3 separate regions of the Mus musculus genome follow, and all the other regions are linked to region 1. Evidence: chromatin contacts called from public Hi-C and HiChIP or PLAC-seq data. All regions are on one chromosome and are shown on one strand. Each heading gives the region's core, a stretch centred on a gene start, on an enhancer-like site or on the middle of the called end of the contact. The rest is flanking DNA. Distances are from core to core; before and after follow the strand shown. Region 1 has its middle 31 kb from the start of Gm22521. Region 2 has its middle 180 kb from the start of Gm24696. Region 3 has its middle 38 kb from the start of Gm24696.

What was found. Hi-C and Micro-C count contacts between places; a contact is called where the count stands out from the background. HiChIP or PLAC-seq counts read pairs in DNA pulled down with a chosen protein or histone mark.
Region 2: a Hi-C map of B cells shows a contact between it and region 1, with 4 times the contacts expected there. The contact joins two enhancer-like sites. A contact is called at or near these places in 1 of 484 Hi-C or Micro-C datasets (B cells), 2 of 115 datasets of contacts at active chromatin or transcription factors (CD8 T cells and large pre-B cells) and 1 of 9 other capture datasets (embryonic stem cells).
Region 3: a BATF HiChIP or PLAC-seq map of CD8 T cells shows a contact between it and region 1, with 15 read pairs. The contact joins two enhancer-like sites. A contact is called at or near these places in 3 of 484 Hi-C or Micro-C datasets (B cells, the G1E-ER4 cell line and Th1 cells) and 2 of 115 datasets of contacts at active chromatin or transcription factors (CD8 T cells and large pre-B cells).

The regions. Positions count from the first base shown.
Region 1 is chr15:62,822,659-62,825,411 of GRCm38.p6, forward strand. No RefSeq gene overlaps it. Among named protein-coding and RNA genes, the nearest start is that of Gm22521, 31 kb to the left of the region's middle. Within about 2 kb of position 1,388, at least 41 of the 459 cell types and tissues checked have an H3K27ac peak or open chromatin away from gene starts, as enhancers often do. A contact at or near this core is called in B cells and CD8 T cells, where this site is marked.
Region 2 is chr15:61,539,713-61,542,412 of GRCm38.p6, forward strand. No RefSeq gene overlaps it. Among named protein-coding and RNA genes, the nearest start is that of Gm24696, 180 kb to the left of the region's middle. Within about 2 kb of position 1,324, at least 70 of the 459 cell types and tissues checked have an H3K27ac peak or open chromatin away from gene starts, as enhancers often do. A contact at or near this core is called in B cells and CD8 T cells, where this site is marked.
Region 3 is chr15:61,394,394-61,397,175 of GRCm38.p6, forward strand. No RefSeq gene overlaps it. Among named protein-coding and RNA genes, the nearest start is that of Gm24696, 38 kb to the left of the region's middle. Within about 2 kb of position 1,343, at least 51 of the 459 cell types and tissues checked have an H3K27ac peak or open chromatin away from gene starts, as enhancers often do. A contact at or near this core is called in CD8 T cells, where this site is marked.

The DNA of each region.
Region 1 (2,753 bases), core at 138-2,637:
CAGAGACTATGAATTTCAGACTCACATTGCAAAATTAAGTCTCTTCTATTAAGATCGAGATCCCTACCTAGATATCCAATCACTGGTATAGCATAGATGTCTGAGTGTTTCATAGATAACTCCAAGCCAATGTACCCAAACACCCCTCCCAGTTATCAGCTATATATTTCTCTGGTCATTATCTCACTAGATAGCATTTCCAACTATCCATCAATCATATTGGGCATCTCCTTCATCCTCAAGGGTATATCCAATTATTAGTAAAATATCAGCATAACATTCCCTCTAAATCTGGTTACATAGTTAGAACTTTGTGGTCATAATTTTGTTTCAAAATACCATGGAATCTCCAAAGTATTCTAACTAGTTTTCACCCATCTGCTCTCCTTCTCCTCCCTCCTGTTCTCTTAGCGAATCTGATCTTTTAGCTACATTTCTGACTGTGACTCTCTTATACACTGTGTCCTTTTATTTTCAGAATATAAACCAGCTATGCTATGGATTTGGGTTAGTTTTATAATTCTATTTCTTTCTAATATGCCAGCTGTGTCTCATGCCCTTTTCTTCTTCCTGTGTCCTCTCATTAATCTGAGTCTTTTTTCTCCTTTATACTGCTGGGTAATGAGTTTTATCAGCATCTCCCCTTCACACTACCTCTTGCTTGCTTATCCATCACATCTTGTCCTAATTTATGTCTCTTCAGTAGGACTTCTAACAAGCCAAATGGGATATTTCACTTGTACACTCTTCAATGTATGTTGAGAGTATTATAAGCATCTAGCACATGTGTAATATCTTATTGTTATTTTCTAGTCCCATTAACACAATATAAAGATTTTTATTGAATAAATAATTTCTACACAAACTGCTGTCTAAATTCTTTAAATTTATAATAGTAAAAAACATTTTCCCTAGATAATTTACAACTCTATATGTCTGATTGCAAGATAATTCATATCAAATAGCTTTATCAGTAGTAATTAAAATTATCACACACATATTCAGAGAATGTCAGACAAATGAATGCATAGATGAAGACGGTTATAGAGAAACAAAATCATGACACTCTGGAATCCTCCACCATGGAACTGTCGTTAAAAAATAAAAAGTGGACATCTTTAGCATCAAGACTAGAATAACAGAGGAGATACATTTTAAAAGTTAATGTCAATGTGTCCCTACTTGAAGAGGGCATATTGGCTGGTAATGTGCCTCTAAATGGGGCATAGTGGACATCTTAAGCCCTCTTGCTTTGGTCAACAGGTTCACAGATAGGTTTCTGAGATCAGGTCACAGAATAACAATGGGCATTCGAGAGTGTCACAGACCAAATACAACTCCACTTCCTCTTTGATTACCTCATCTACCATAATTTCCTTTCCAGGGACAGTGGTGAAGACCAATGCATGAACACTAGGGTAGACAAACCCTAACATCTGGTGCTCTCTCTCACACCCCTGCAGAGGAAAGGCCAAGTGCATTTCTAGGAAATAGCATTTTCTGAATTGTATTTCTGTCATGTATTACAGCCACATGTAACTCAAAGAAGCATGTGGTAAACAACTACCCACCTTCCTACTACCTTCTCACCAGTGCTAAGTATTTTCCTTTCTTTGAATCAATTATCTCTTACACTTCCTCCTTATTTCCTTCTCTCTTTAAAATTCTCTGTCTTTATACATGGCTGCTTACAGAAACATCCTTACCACACTCCACTTTCACTCTGAGCCAGTGAGGCTGTATTTTAGTTTCATGAAAAAAAAAATAGAGTCAAAAGAGGATATGATCACCACACAATGTTTTTGAATAAGATGAGTTTTTCTATTCTCTCCTAACTTCTAAATACTTTCAACCTGTAAGAAGGTGGCATCCACAGGCAAAGGAATTTTAAATATATACATGTATATGTATATGAATGCATGTGTATATATGTATATGTACATATACACATACATATATATAATCAGTAAAACCAGAGGAATTTCAGGGAGAAAAGTGGAGCCAAAGTTGCTGCACAGTCCTCAGAACATCTAACATTGCTGACACCTACACCTTAGACACTGAACACATCTAACTGTGAGACAAAGCCTGTCTATTTTTAAACCATTTGTTGACTAGCAGCCCTAGGAGGCTAATTCAGGCCAAATGTATTGTATGGCAAAAGAATTGCTTATGAGTTAGATGTGGTGAAGTTATTTCCTTGGCTTCAAAGCGGTTCAGTTTCATAAAGAAAACACAGTATACTTCCCCAGTGACTTAGCACATAGTTATCACAGGATGGATGCGTGTGGATTTTTATGGCTTCTCAGGATAATAATTTCCATAACATGTTGTCTCAATCTCTTTTCATGCACTGTCCTGTAATATGTGTTGTTTATTAGTCAAGTTCATCTCTGTACAATACATTTGGAGCAGGAAAAGGTCTGAGTCATGAAGGTAGGAAACAGGGCAGAATGAAAGAACAGAAACGGAGACAAGTGTTTTATGTGGGTTATAAAGGATGATTCTTATGTTCTTCCCAGAAAGCTACCACATGCGCATGTACAAAACGATGGCCTATTCTTCCACTGCCTAGCTCTCTAGGTGATGGAAATTGTTACCAATTGTGATCTAATTTTATTTTTTTGGAAACGTTTGAAACCTCATTTGCACGTAGTCTCACTAGAGTTCGGCAAAGTACCACATTCAAGTGCTTTGGATAATTCAGAGCTGAACAACAAATGACTACAGAGACTTCCTTTCTTGAGATTTCT
Region 2 (2,700 bases), core at 74-2,573, 1.3 Mb before region 1:
TTAGGTAACTCGGTGAGTTTGTTAAAATGTAAGAAGCATTAACTAAACTAGTGTGTTCTGGTTATACAAATCTGGTCCCCCACTGAACTGGATCCAGAATCTAAGCACAATGCTATGCAAATACTTGAATCCCTAAAGCTTTCAAATCTCTCAACAAAAGATCTTTGGAATGAGTAAGACAAAATTAGGGTCTTAGACATGCCAATAAATTAGTAGTAGACTCAAAATAAGTCCTTGTCAAAGACCCAACACCGTCCATTTGGACAACATCCTGAGATAAACTCTACTGTCCCAAGATACCAGAGCTGTTAGGTGCTGTGGAGTATTCTATGGTAAAAGAACAAGCACTGGCTGGATGGTGGTGGCCCACGCCTTTAATCCCAGCACTCGGGAGGCAGAGGCAGGCAGATTTCTGAGTTCAAGGCCAGCCTGGGCTACAAAGTGAGTTCCAGGACAGCCAGGGCTATACAGAGAAACCCTGTCTCAAAAAAAACAAAAAAACAAAAAAACAAAACAAAACAAAACGAAAAACAAGCACTACTTTCAGACTCCTGATCCTTCAGGGAAGGCAGACAATTACACAACACCAAGACTGAGTAGATACAGGAGGCAGGAAGAGAGCAGATGATCACCAGAAGAGACCCCTGGTCCTCTGGCTTCCTAACCTATTCACCACCAATTTCTAAACTTGACTATACAAAAATTATAATAATCAACTAAGAAATATTAAAACCTAACCAAACAGCTCTGCAGATGAGACCAGGATATTGTGTGTGTGTGTGTGTGTGTGTGTGTGTGTGTGTGTGTGTGTGTGTGTGTGTTTCCACTCTGCTTTATGCGATCCTAATACAAAGCAAGTGTTAGGGTGAAAACCTGCCATTCTACTGTTCTCAGACCTGATTCTAGCAGGGGTGGGGCACGTTTTATACAAGGCATTCTCCATCCACAACCATTATGTAACTTAGTTCACGTGTCAGCCCTGTAAAATAGAAAATAACAAGAGCGAGGTATTTAGTCCATTTAATAAGTAGACAAAACCTGAACCCTAGGGAGGTAAAGTCGCAAGCCCATACTGAAAGCTCTTGGCCACGTGTCTTGTGACTTGCCCTATGTTGGTTGGAGTGGGCATGCACGTATCTGGAGCAGGATGAAAGGCAAGGACAAGCTTTGCTCTGTGCTTTCTGCTCCTCTCTGGCCTAACGGGTGGGAAGGACTTCACTAACAGGTGTTGGCCTGTTGGAATATCCCTGTTTAGGGATATGACAGTCATGAGCCCTCTGAGGTTCGGCACCTGAGAAAGAGGAAGTAGGAGCAGAGCGTGAATCAGAAGTCATGTGACCAGATACCCTTGAGCAAACTCTGTGAGAAAAGGAAGGCTGCAAATAGCTCAAGCCTTTAAGAATTTTCCTCAAAATCAATCAGGAGTCACATTCTGATCAGAAGGGCAGATAGCAGGTCGTGAGGACTGCGACATTCTGGGGTTTCATTTCTTCTCCATGCAGCCACCACAAGCTGTGTTGGACTGGTGTGAATGGGGCCCCCCTTTTACCTGAGTTTGCTTAAAAAGCAAACACGGAAACATTTGCTAAGCTCCCTTCTCTCCTGTCTCTCAAAGCAGCCCAGGAAGTAAGGTTGGCTAAAAGAGGCCTCCAGCAAACATAAACATAGACAGGAAGGCGTTCAGAGTGGGGGATGGGGAAAAAGGCCTTTCTTCCTTTCTTGAAAGAAAGAAAGAAAGAAAGAAAGAAAGAGAGAGAGAGAAAGAGAGAGAGAGAGAGAGAGAGAGAAAGAAAGAAAGAAAGGAAGGAAGGAAGGAAGGAAGGAAGGAAGAAAGAAAGAAAGAAAGAAAGAAAGAAAGAAAGAAAGAAAGAAAGAAAGAAAGAAAGAAAGAAAGAAAGGGAGGAAGGGAGGAAGGAAGGGAGGAAGGAAGGAAGGAAGAAAATCTCATCACTGTTTTTCTCCCATGCTGTACCTCAGAAATAAACTTATCTACTTGGGAATATGTCCTATGTATATTTCATTCCACTCTTGGCAGAAATAATTTTCGGTTCTCAGAATCGAGCAAGGCAGCGAATGGTGAGGGGAGGGCTGGTTGCCTCCTGCTGTGAGGAATGACACACAGAGTGGGGTACACAGGAGGGCTGACATTACACAATCCGCACATCAGCATTTCTGCTGCAGGCAGAAAGCTACTCCTGAGGGACACATGTTCTAAACTAGCAGAAAATAAATGCTGCTTTGAAATTAACCATCTCAGCCTATGACTTTTCCTGGTGAAACAGCCTCTCTGGGGTTATTTTTCAGGGTGATGTGTATGGGCACATACAGGCTACTGCATAAAGGGATTGATTTCAAAAGGTGCTGGGTCCTCATTTTCATAAATAAATAAACTCTCACTGGCCATCGGAATACGATTATATTTGGAACAAAACTCCTAAATATAGAGCCATTATCTGAAGTCACACGACCGACACCAGTCTTAAAACTTCATGTTGTCAGTTGGAAAAAGGCAAGTTTCTGGATCGAAATAGGGTTGGGAATGTGTGGCTTCTCAGCAAATATCATGGCCTCCTTTTGCTGTTTCAGGCAAGTGGGGCCAAATGACTTTCTCTGTATTAGGCAAACAAGTCTCAGTTACACACACACACACACACACACACACACACACACACACACACTCACTCACACTCATACAAAATC
Region 3 (2,782 bases), core at 93-2,592, 1.4 Mb before region 1:
TCAAAAGACAAATACAGTGTTGGGTGGGTAGGGACTGGGGAATACATCTGGAATGAGATCACAGTATGAACATGATAATGGTCAAAATCCATTGCACACAATTCCTAGAGAACTCTCAGAAAAGAGAAGCATTCAGCTAACATTGGGAGAGTATCACGTGGGAATGCCTATTGTGTTCAGGAACAAGACGTCATTAGGACTGAGACTTCAATGCAGTGTGTTATACCGAGACACCAAGAACATGATGTTTTATGATCCTAGACACCAAAAATATGATGGCATAGTCTGTACTTGACCGGTAGCATTCTAATGAAGAACATCAAGGCAAGGCACATGAAGATGTCACATCATGTCTTGAAGAGTGACAGGAAAGTTTCAAAAAAAAAAAAAAAAAGATTACAAATAGCCTAAGTTTTAAATCAGCAATGGACTATTCAAAGGGGGGAGAGATTAGGGAGAAGAGTTAACAAGGACATAGACAGTGAAGGATGTGAACGCCTTCGGGAGACCCAGCATGGTTTAAGAGCAGAGGCAGTACATGGAAGGAAAGCTAGGCGGGTAAGTGCCAGGAACTCAAAAGCAGGCACAATATGCCTTCTTACTTCCTTCTTCCTGCACTATATAACTGTCCTTTCTCAGCTTCTTTTCACTGTAGCATGATGCAGAAAACTCAATGTTGCACGAAGCTCTCTGGCTTGATTTCTAGCAGTGCATACACTGGCCGTGGAGGTACCCACCTAAAATCTCAGAACTTGGGGAGTAAAGGCAAGATCAGATTTTCAGGGATACAGAGAAGATTTAAGGCCAACCTGGTCTACATGAGACTCTGATTATAAACTATAAAACTAAATTAAAAACTAAAGGGGGGAGGGGGCTAAGAGAAGAGAAAACCATACAGGGTAGCTTTCAGTCATTCGGATCACTTGGGGTGGCATACACCACACTGCAGATGAGCCAACGGATGTGCAAGGTCAGAACATAACCTTCTGTCAACACGTAGCCCGACACAGGGTCCCCAGCCCCCACAACATTAGCAAGAAAATAAGAACGCCTGCCCAGCTGTCTTGCTGGCTGTCACTGGGTAAATTATCTTTTATTAAGGATCTGTAATTGTTCTCCACTGAGCTGTGACCTAAATTTAGTAGTTCTGAGGAGTGAGACCCAGCCAACAGGATTTCCCTGAGAACACGATGAAGTTCCTGCATCAATTCAATTCATTAGCTAGAAAAAGAACAAGCGGCCAGTTCTTTCTTTTTTTTTTTCTTTCCCATTCTCCAGTGAGCCGTTTGTTTGTTTAGTTTGACCACATTTTTTTTTTCTTCTTGGATCCAGTCTGAGCCTCTGTAAGGACAGCACAGCTCATTCAAACACTTCCTGTCACATTAGCTCCCAAGGCAGAAACCAAGTAACACTATGTAAATCTTGCTGGTAAGACCCTCCATTTACTTCTTGGGGATTTTCAGCATAAGGAGAAGAAATGTCCTCAAGTAGTCAGGATGATTTGGGGTGAGGGGAAGAAAACTCAGCTTACTAGAATCACTAAAGCAACAGAAGAATAGACAGAGAAGGAGGGGAAAGGCAACACTGGTTAAAAGCTATCGTGAAAACTTTTGTGTAAGAAAGGTCATGAGAGGGACAGCCTCTACTAGAGACATTACTTCCAAAACCTGTTTTCATCATGACAATCTAATGAAGGCCAGAAAATAAAGTCACTCAATTTGGATACAGTTTCTAAAGATCTGTGCAAAATTTAGGGCCACATCTTCTTCCTCTAATCCCAGAGTTTTCCTTCAGTTCATCATTAACTTTTTGCCATGACAGTCTGGACTTGGGATCTGTCATGGATGTGCACCCTGTAAAGTCTCATGTATGGGTACCCACACATAAAAGAAAAAGAATATTCAATTTTAACAACATTCTTATTTGTTTTTCTTAACAATTCTTTTTTTTTTTTGCTGTTTTTTAATTAGGTATTTTCTTTATTTACATTTCAAATGTTATTCCCTTCCCTAGTTTCCCCTCCAAAAAAAACCCTATCCCCTCCCCCTGTTCACCAACCCACCCACTCCTGCTTCCTGGCCCTGGCATTTCCCTACACTGGGGCATAGAGCCTTCATGGGACCAAGGGCTTCTCCTCCTATTGATAACCGACTAGGCCATCCTCTGCTACATATGCATCTGGAGCCATGAGTTCCCCCATGTGTACTCTTTTGTTGGTGGTTTATTCTTTAACCCACCAATTTCCTTTTTCTGCCACCCTATCGGAAACTTCCTGATGACCAATATGTTACTGTAAAGATAGTTCATATACCTCTGCATGAATAAAGAAAAATGTCCCACGACATCCTTAGAAAACTTAATCTTGCTAGATATGTAATGTGGTCTGTAGAGTGTTTGCATAACATGTATGATGCCCTGCGTTCCATACCTAACACCACATAAAAACAGACATTCTGGCATGCACCAATAATCTCAGCACTCAGGAAGTGGAGATAGATTAGAAGTAGAGGCCAGTCTGAAATACATGAGAACGTTTTATTTAAAAAGGAAAGAGGTTTAGTGTTTTATTAAGAGGCTAAGATATCCATACCCTAACAGTAACTTAGTGACATTGTGCTGTCTCTGATTTCTCAGTAGTTTCATAGCAATGTAGTGAAGTTGGCTGAGCAGGTAACTTTATCTCTGTAACACTCTGAGTATACTAAGAGTAAAGCAGTTGAGGCTTTACGCTGTAGTCAATGGCAGACGATAGTATAAGTGCCAGAGTTCATTGCCTAGAGCA